3 separate regions of the Zea mays genome follow, and regions 1 and 2 are each linked to region 3. The links are chromatin contacts, called in public Hi-C maps. All regions are on one chromosome and are shown on one strand. The core of a region is the stretch at or near the end of the contact, and the rest is flanking DNA. Distances in the headings are between cores, read along the strand shown.

Region 1 (2,700 bases), core at 51-2,550, 190 kb before region 3:
CAGACAGCGCCGGTCAAATCCTTGTGCCTACTTTTGTTCAGCAAAAGTACGTACATCTTATATATATTTCCTAGTCGTCTGAAACAGGGAGTACGACATGAGGTTGCCTTGAATTCTTGGTCCATCGTCGTCTGAAATGGAGAAACTTTGCTACCATGAATTCTTGGTAGTCAAAACTGAGAACGTCACTGATCTGGACGCCAATCACTGCAAGCTATAGGTGCTCTGTGCGGCAGCGCGAACGGTATGTGACCTGTAGCACGAGCTGGTCTTCTCTATGTCAAGCTGGACGATCCACGTCTGATGGTCGGACGGTCCGTATGTGTGCAGAGGCAGTGGCGTTCATCAACAGCACCTAGATCTGACCCTCAAGAGAGACCTGTCAGAGAGGAGAAATCCTAGTGTTTATCTTGGGATCAGTATGCCACCTAAGACGCCTCCAGACGACATATAGTCGAAGAGAGGTGAAGATTGAGGTGAATTATTTATGTGCCTAGATTTATTGTCATCTACTTAAATATGCACATAAAAGTAAAAAGGTTAAAGCAAATTGTATATTAGGACAGAGGTCAGAGGGAGTATTTTTTTTGTTATACTAACACATCCTTAATTTTAGTCCTGTGCCCGCCACTGGTTGTACCAAGCATGGTGATCTAGCACAAGTTTACAAACGGAAGCATTATCCGACCATAATAATCCTTTATATAATTCGGATCATAATAATTCAACTGCCTTGTGATCCAAACGGTCCCGGACATTTGAAACGACGATTGCGTCGTGTTGGGTTGGGTTTAGGCGGCCTTTTACTAGCTTGCGCCACCGCCCACCGCTCGGAATGAATACAAGTGAGCCGTGTATAGACACACTTTCACTTGTCCTCAAAGCAAAGAACAGGGAGCATAAAAGGGCACAGCCAAAGGGGAGGCATCCCTAGCTCATGCCCCCACGTCCTTTCACCATTGCTGCGTCACAAAGCTAAGGCCCGGCGGGTATGGATGGTAAGCGATTCAAAATTATTAAAGCGCGGACAGAGAAAGTGGACAGAAACGAAAAGGCAGGGTATCAGATCAGCGCATGAGAGCATCGCGCTGCCGTGGTGTGATATCCAGCATCTGACGTAGCCTAGCTAGGGGTGTTTTGTTCATGGTCCCGCCGCACGCCGGGTCGGCGACGTGTCTTCCTCATCAGCTGACCGCTAAACTCCATGTCTCCATCGCCCTGAGTGCCATATATAGCCTAGCTCGTGCCCCCCTCGGCTTGTCGTCCCACTGCACTCCCACCGCCCAAGCTTTACTACGTGATCGATCCGATCCGCCGCGGCGCGTAGGAAACCATCCTCCCCCCGCGCCTCGTGCCATGGCCGTGCACGCGCAGTACCACGCCCACGCCTTCCCACATGACCTCCGCGCCATCCCCAGGTTCGTCTCGTCGTCCTGACTCCTGAATCCGCTCCTCCTATTAATCTTCTCCTTCTATCTATATTAATCCGTCCGCCATCGCCGAAACCACCGCAACGTCGCCGCTGCGCCCATCGTCACCCGCGTGCTCGCCTTGTTCCGCAGCTGCCCAGCGCTGGACAACGCCACGAGCGCGTCGGCGTTCCTCGTCGCCGACGCCGACCCCGCACCCGCGGCTGGCGGCAACACGGCGCTCAGCGGCCTCACCCGCAACGGCAACAGCCACGGCAGAGGTTGCCTCGGCGGCGCAAGGAAGCGCGCTCGTGTGACTATGGACCTGCAACTGCAAGGCCAGCGCGCTCTGCTGCCCCCGGTGCCGCAGGCGTTGGCGTCCGCGGGGGGCGTGCAGAGCAGGGCGCTCTGCTCTGGCTCCGCGTCCACCAGCCAGCGACCGGCTAGCGCCGCGCCAGTGTCGCAGGGCCTCCTCCCGCACATCTACCGCCACAGCGTCGAGATCGACCTGCTTCTCCGCGTCGAGGTCGGATCCTTGACCCTTTTTTTTTGTCGGGGGAACGCTTGTCGATGCTCCTTGTTCGGAGGTCTAACAATTGATTGGTCTGTGCGGCGCAGACTGAGCGGCTGCAGGCAGGGCTCCAGGACGCGCGGCGCCGGCACGCCCGCGCCGTGCTGTCCGCGGTGGGACGCGGCGCGGCGCGGCGCCTGAGGGCGGCGGAGGCCGGGCTGGAGCGCGCGCTGGCGCGCAACGCGGAGCTCGACGACAGGCTCCGGCAGACGGTGGCCGAGGGGCAGGCGTGGCAGGGCGTCGCCGCGGGGCTACGCGCCACGCTCGACAGCCTCACGCAGGCGCAGGCGCCATGCGCTGGCGAGGGCGACGTCGAGGACGCGCAGTCGTGCTGCTTCGACCTGGTGGAGCAGGAACAGGGAGCCGACGAGGCGTCCGGCGGGCGGACGAGGGCGTGCAGGTCGTGCGGCGACGCGGAGGCGTGCGTGCTGCTGCTGCCGTGCCGGCACCTGTGCCTGTGCCGCGGGTGCGAGGCGGCGGCTGGCGAGGCGTGCCCCGTGTGCGCGGCCACCAAGAACGGCTCGCTCCACGTCCTCCTCTCCTGATTCATTCATCCATGGCCCGTGCCACCGCGTTCGCTTCGAATTGAAGGAGGCATCACGAAACGAGAACCAAGTGGAAGAGGTGGTGGAGGACATCCATGGGCCCGATAGAAATGACGCGCGAAAATCATTCTGCTGACCGCCCTGCTGGAGGTTACTGTGCAATTGTTTGGGAGAT
Region 2 (2,700 bases), core at 56-2,555, 150 kb after region 3:
AGTTTCTCATAGCCATAAAACGGTTGTTCCTTCTTTTTTTTTGCGCATAAAAACAGCTACAATCACATTGATTTCAAAGGATGTTAAGCATTAATGTAGACAATGTTCAAATACCACAGCAAAGGTTAGCTACAAAGCTACCGAAATTGGGCTGGGGAATCAAGCTATATTTGATCTACTGTCCTACAGTTTGTCATCAAATGCACAATTTATTGTTAACAGTACCTTCAGGTGCACTAGAAATAGCTAACTAGCCAATGAAGATCCTAATCAGTTAATGCAACATTTCCTCATAAAGGCTATAAAACATAGATGAAATGGCTAGGTCATCTGGTTACAAAAAAAAGGATGTTACTAGGGTTCAGTTTTTTTGCTTTCTTTTTTAAAAGAAAATGGATTTAGACTAAAGGTGTTTTCTCCTCAGCTGACCAAATGGGTCAAACTAGGGCACCCACATGTATGTTCTCCTTGATCTTTTCACTGGAACACATATATGAAGTATATTACAAGTAAGAACAAGGAGCACAATTCAAAAACATATAATATCCACCTGATCATGGCCCAACTTCAGAAGGTTAGTACCAAAGTTTATGGCAACACTTCCCACGATGTTTATCAACGCCCCTATAATCCAATCGCCCATGAGTCAAGTGCAAAGTTATCTCCTACAAATATATGATATGCTCCTTCCACAAGCCCCTTGTACAACAGCTCCTTGCTCTTGTTTTTGACATATGGACTTCAATTCATCGAGAACTTTGTCTCTTTCCCATTTTCTCTCTTTTTTTTTTTTTGAGTAGGTGTATTCACCCCAGCAGTCTGTTACAAACCTGAAACCTCTGCAAGAACCACTGTGGAGCTCAGCCTGCAAAACAAGACACAAATGTCATCGTCAGACACACACAATCGAGATGTTGTTCCAATGGTCATTTGAAGATAGGGTCATTCCAGGAGGCATTCAAAGAGGCAAAGAGCATGTGTAGCACCAGGGGGCGGACCCCAGATAATTTTTGCAAAACAATCGAAGCTCGTAGGCATGCATATAAAGTTTGTAATCAGATCAGATCCGAATACAGATAGCAAGTTAGGGTTTGGGTGCTCGGTTTCGCACAGCAGGAAAGGAAGGCCAAAGGGTGGGCGTACCTGGTGGTGCACGTCGCCGGCGAAGGGACCGGAGAAGACCTGACCACCTGGCGTGGGGCGGCAGCGACCTCGGCCGAAAAAGACCCGCGTACCTGGCGCTGGTGAGCGTAAACGTCGCCAAGAGAGAAGGGAGGGAGGGAGGGAAGAAGAGAGGAGATCTCGGGAGGGGAGGGAGCTAGGGAGATAGAGCGCGCACGCTGAAAGGAAATGGAACAAGGAAAAGTAACAAGAGGACAAGAGGTGGTGGGCAGGCAAAGATTCGCGTGCGCCGTCGGATCTCGATCTCGCGGCCCGGGAGGATGGGGCCAGGAAAGGGAACAGCCAGAGACAGACAGGGCAGCTTGCAGCGGCCAGCGGGTCTCACGCCTCGGTTTTCAAACAGCTACGTCGCAACAGCTTGTTGCGTGGCCATGTGGATTAATTCGGTGCTCAAAAGGTTTCATTTATTTTAATGGATTTTTAAAATCGAAGTGTCCTGCGAGTGGAACAAGGGTCGGTCTCAGCATCGGTTGGGGGTTGGACTTTCGTTTCACCGTCGTCGGAGCATCTTTTGCTTCATTTGCAAAATTCTGATGCCAGCTTTGAGGAACAATTAAGCTAAGCCACCGGCTTTGAGGGAAGGAGGTTCGTTCAGCTTTCTACGTTGTCGTTGCACTTTCAACTGTGGTTCCAACCGTGGCGGAGCTGGTCTAGTCTATAATTAAAGCCCGGACACCGTTATAAATTTCTAAAGTTCACATAAACTCGAACTAATTATAGACTAATAATTTTAAGAAAATGTAATAGTAATCTTCAAGCATATAATCGTTAAGTGCTAACAAATTTAAAAAGTAGCACCGTGAATAACTCGAGATGGTAGAGAACGAGGCACATAAGTTTGGCTGCCAGAGGAAAAACATTTTAAACATGAAGAGTACCAAGAAAATTTGAATCCTAGAGATGAAGTGCGAAATCAAGTGGACCTCAGAATTTGGGGACTTGAAAAGGTTGGAGAATTGAAATGGTTAGAACGCATATCATGTGTTGCATCATATTGAACTAGTCAGCAGAAGAACGAAGGAAAGATCTGCCTCGAAAGGACCTGCTTCCGGATAGTCTCGGGGCATGATCCTAGAGTCGGATGAAACGGAGAAGGGAGGTCAGACGGATCGATAGGAAGTCAATCGAGTAGATTCCGCGTCTGGTCTAGGACTGACCCGTCGTAAGTGACTAACCACATTAATTGTGTCTGGCACAGGGGTGAGCAAAATACCCAATACCAGAATCCTAAACCTGTCATAAGCGACTGGCCACATTAAATGTGCCTGGCACTAGGGGTGGGCAAAATACCGATATTGGAATCATGAACCCGAATCCGAATTACCCGAACTCGAAATACCCAATCACAATTTTGGGTAGCAATAATAAAAACTCAAATTTATTGTGGGTAGTTCGAGTAATGTTACTCGGTACCCGAACTACCCGAAATGCAAAGACACAAAGTGGTTTTTTATGCAATATAAATCTATTATTTGGAACAAATTAATATATATTTAGGCTAACTTAGTAATTGATTTA
Region 3 (2,723 bases), core at 187-2,686:
ATATGAGTAATGCTTTTTACCTACATAGATATATTTTCAACTCTAAGCTCACTAGACAATGCGCTGATTTTAGATGATTATTAAACCAGTTGTCCATAGTTTTCTGCAATTCTATTGGTTTGTTTGCAATTTGGAAAATCACAATATTCCCAAATCTGCTCATACTTCTTCCCATTCACTTTAAGCCTTTAACTATCACCTTTTTCTTAGTAAACTAATTTTAAATACCAGATGCGACCCTTTAAACCTCATTCCAGTAAGGGTAACTTTCTTTTGCTCTTCATCTCTATTCATCCATCAATAACAACCACCGTATGTGCAGTTTCACCATTTTTCCTTTTAGTAGTTCCGTTGGTGTCTACAATTGTCATAGAAGAACCTTCTCTGATGTTGCTGCTGCACTTGCACTAACACTCACTGCAAATTTGATTTTCAGGTCTCTTATTCTTAGGTCTTGCCGAGACGAAGAGTAAATTTTCAATCATTTTCTTTTATAAAGACTAGCACAATATAAATTGGAGCATTAAGAGCATCTCCAATAGTTATGTAAATTTAGCATCCTGAAATATAGATTTAAGAAGTTGCTAAATCAGTTTAAGTAGTAGTAAAATGTGTGTGCTCCAACAGTTCTCTATTTATTGGTTGCTAATTTTTAAAATTATCCACGTCAACAAAAAAAAGTGAGTATGCTTTCTATTTTTAATTGAGCTAGTACATCAACAACCTTCGATAATGTCTTGAAAGTTCGAAGTTGTCGATGGAAGACCAGAAGGTCGCCGCGGCAACGGCATGAAGACAACACATGACACTAGAGATAGATTTGTGCTAAACGGAATGGTGGGACGACGCAAAACAGTGGCCGAAATATGGTTTTCGCGACAGATTTAGAAATTTAGATCAAGCAATAATCTAAAATAAATGCCTAATAATATGTTTATGAATTATTATAATCTAGATATATGTGATGTTTATGTCTATTACCTTATTTGTGTTGGCCTAAGTATGAATTGCGGCATATAGGTTTGGGTTCAGAGTTAATACAACATATCCCGTATTTTCAGAATACATAAAAATGAACGGATAGAGGCTAAACGTTTTAAAATGATTCACATTTGTCATCCTATTTTTTGGTCCATATTTTAAATTTGTCTGAAAATAAAAGCTTAAGGGCCACTATTTTCTCATGAGATTCTCAATTTCCCAAAAAAATGAATTAATTTCTTTTTAAAAACAGAAATTTTTCGAAAAAATGGAGTTGTTACTGGCACTAAATAGATAATGTAGAAAACAATACGAACGGGACGGGAATTATCGCCATCACTCTGATCCATGTGGCGTCTACTCACTTTTCTTACACCGAAACAAACTATACGCTTGGATCTCGCGTCTCGCCCGACAAACTATACGCCCAACTGCCAAAGCGAGCGAGCGGCCCTCGTCGAGTCCATGCATCTATGACGCGGGCGCTGGGCGCACGCGGACGGGACCGCAGGCGAAAGCCAAAACCGGCCTGCTTCCTCACACCTCACACCTCACACCTCGCCTGGGCGACTGGCGTCGCGCCCTCTATAAACCACCACTCTTCTCCCCCACAGCACTCTCTCCCTCCCATCCCCTCCCTCGTCGTCTCGCCACTCGCAACACCCCAAAAACCTCACGGGCTCTCGACCCCTCGCGCTCGCCTCGTCGCCACGCCGGCGTGAGGGGCGCCCACCCCCGTGCCTATATAACGCTGCCGGAGCGGAGGTACTCGTCCCTCTTATCCCGTCGCCCAGATCTAATTCTGTTTAACGCCTTCGTCTCCGCGGCGTCAGGGCGATCCCGCCGAGGTCAGGTTAGCTCCTGCCCCTTGATCCGATGCGCACGTTTGGGTTCGTGGCGGCTTGGGTGCGTTAGCTCGCAGATCTGGGCGTTTAGGACCGCTCCTCACCCCGATCTATGCGCTGTGGCTGTGGCCCGCGGTTGATTCGACGCTGTGCAGCCTGCTCCCATCGGTGTCCGCTCGCCGAGGCTGGAATTCTCCGAGATCGCACGTGTTTATGTTGTGCCAGTGTCAGATCTGCTCATGCGTGGACGGTCGCAGCTCTGCATGTCTGTTCCTGTTGCTCGGCGCAGAGGGTAGATTTAGCGCTTTTGGATTTGGATTTACGCCATCTCTGCGCATTGCTGAGCTGCTCTGCCCGCGCTTTTGCGCTGTCGTAGAAAGGTGTCTGGGTTGGGTTTGCGTGACCTCTGGCGTGTGTGGCTGGACTTTTGCGCGTATTGGGGGCTAGCTGTGGGCCAAATCTTCCGTGTACAAATTTTTCCATGTTTCCCTTTAGAGAAACCTGCTCGTGCTGAGTAATTCCTGTGTAAAGATAAAAGCATGATGTCATGGACTGAGATAAAAGCACGATGTCATGGACTGGCACCTGTGCGCTTGCGCTTTACATTCTTGCCGCGAGCTTACTGATGATATTTCAGTTCCCCTTTCCATAAGTGAAACAGCTCCTGCCGTGTTGGTTTTAATTGTTTGACAAGTGGACTGACTGGTGTCGTCTGATCATAAAATATGATTAGCGGAATACTTTATATTCAAAGGGAAATATTTCATGTGAAAACTGAGATTGTTCCACTTAAATCTCATATATTTTCTGTTTTCGCTATCTTAGCTACTTATGAAAGGTAAAAATCGCAAATATAGGAAAAATGTGAGTTGCCAAATATGATAGGAAACAAAACTT

Evidence for each region. A called contact is a pair of places that touch in the nucleus more often than the background predicts.
Region 1: a Hi-C map of endosperm shows a contact between it and region 3, with 2.9 times the contacts expected there. The contact joins the promoter of LOC100217023 here to the promoter of LOC103627215 in region 3. A contact is called at or near these places in 8 of 25 Hi-C or Micro-C datasets (bundle sheath, ear, endosperm and 3 more).
Region 2: a contact with region 3 is called in a Hi-C map of endosperm, with 1.7 times the contacts expected there. The contact joins the promoter of LOC100303813 here to the promoter of LOC103627215 in region 3. A contact is called at or near these places in 2 of 25 Hi-C or Micro-C datasets (endosperm and leaf).

What each region holds. Positions count from the first base shown.
Region 1 is chr5:170,519,108-170,521,807 of Zm-B73-REFERENCE-NAM-5.0, reverse strand. It overlaps LOC100217023 (putative BOI-related E3 ubiquitin-protein ligase 2), which reads left to right and starts at 1,300. Exons shown (of 3, transcript NM_001143397.1): 1 at 1,300-1,418; 2 at 1,563-1,935; 3 at 2,028-2,700. The coding sequence starts at 1,357. The coding sequence ends at 2,525.
Region 2 is chr5:170,183,170-170,185,869 of Zm-B73-REFERENCE-NAM-5.0, reverse strand. LOC100303813 (putative magnesium transporter NIPA8) reads right to left here and starts at 1,305. Exons shown (of 14, transcript NM_001165443.1): 1 at 1,144-1,305; 2 at 551-865. The coding sequence starts at 643.
Region 3 is chr5:170,331,738-170,334,460 of Zm-B73-REFERENCE-NAM-5.0, reverse strand. LOC103627215 (ribonuclease TUDOR 1) reads left to right here and starts at 1,436. Exons shown (of 17, transcript XR_002748364.2): 1 at 1,436-1,746.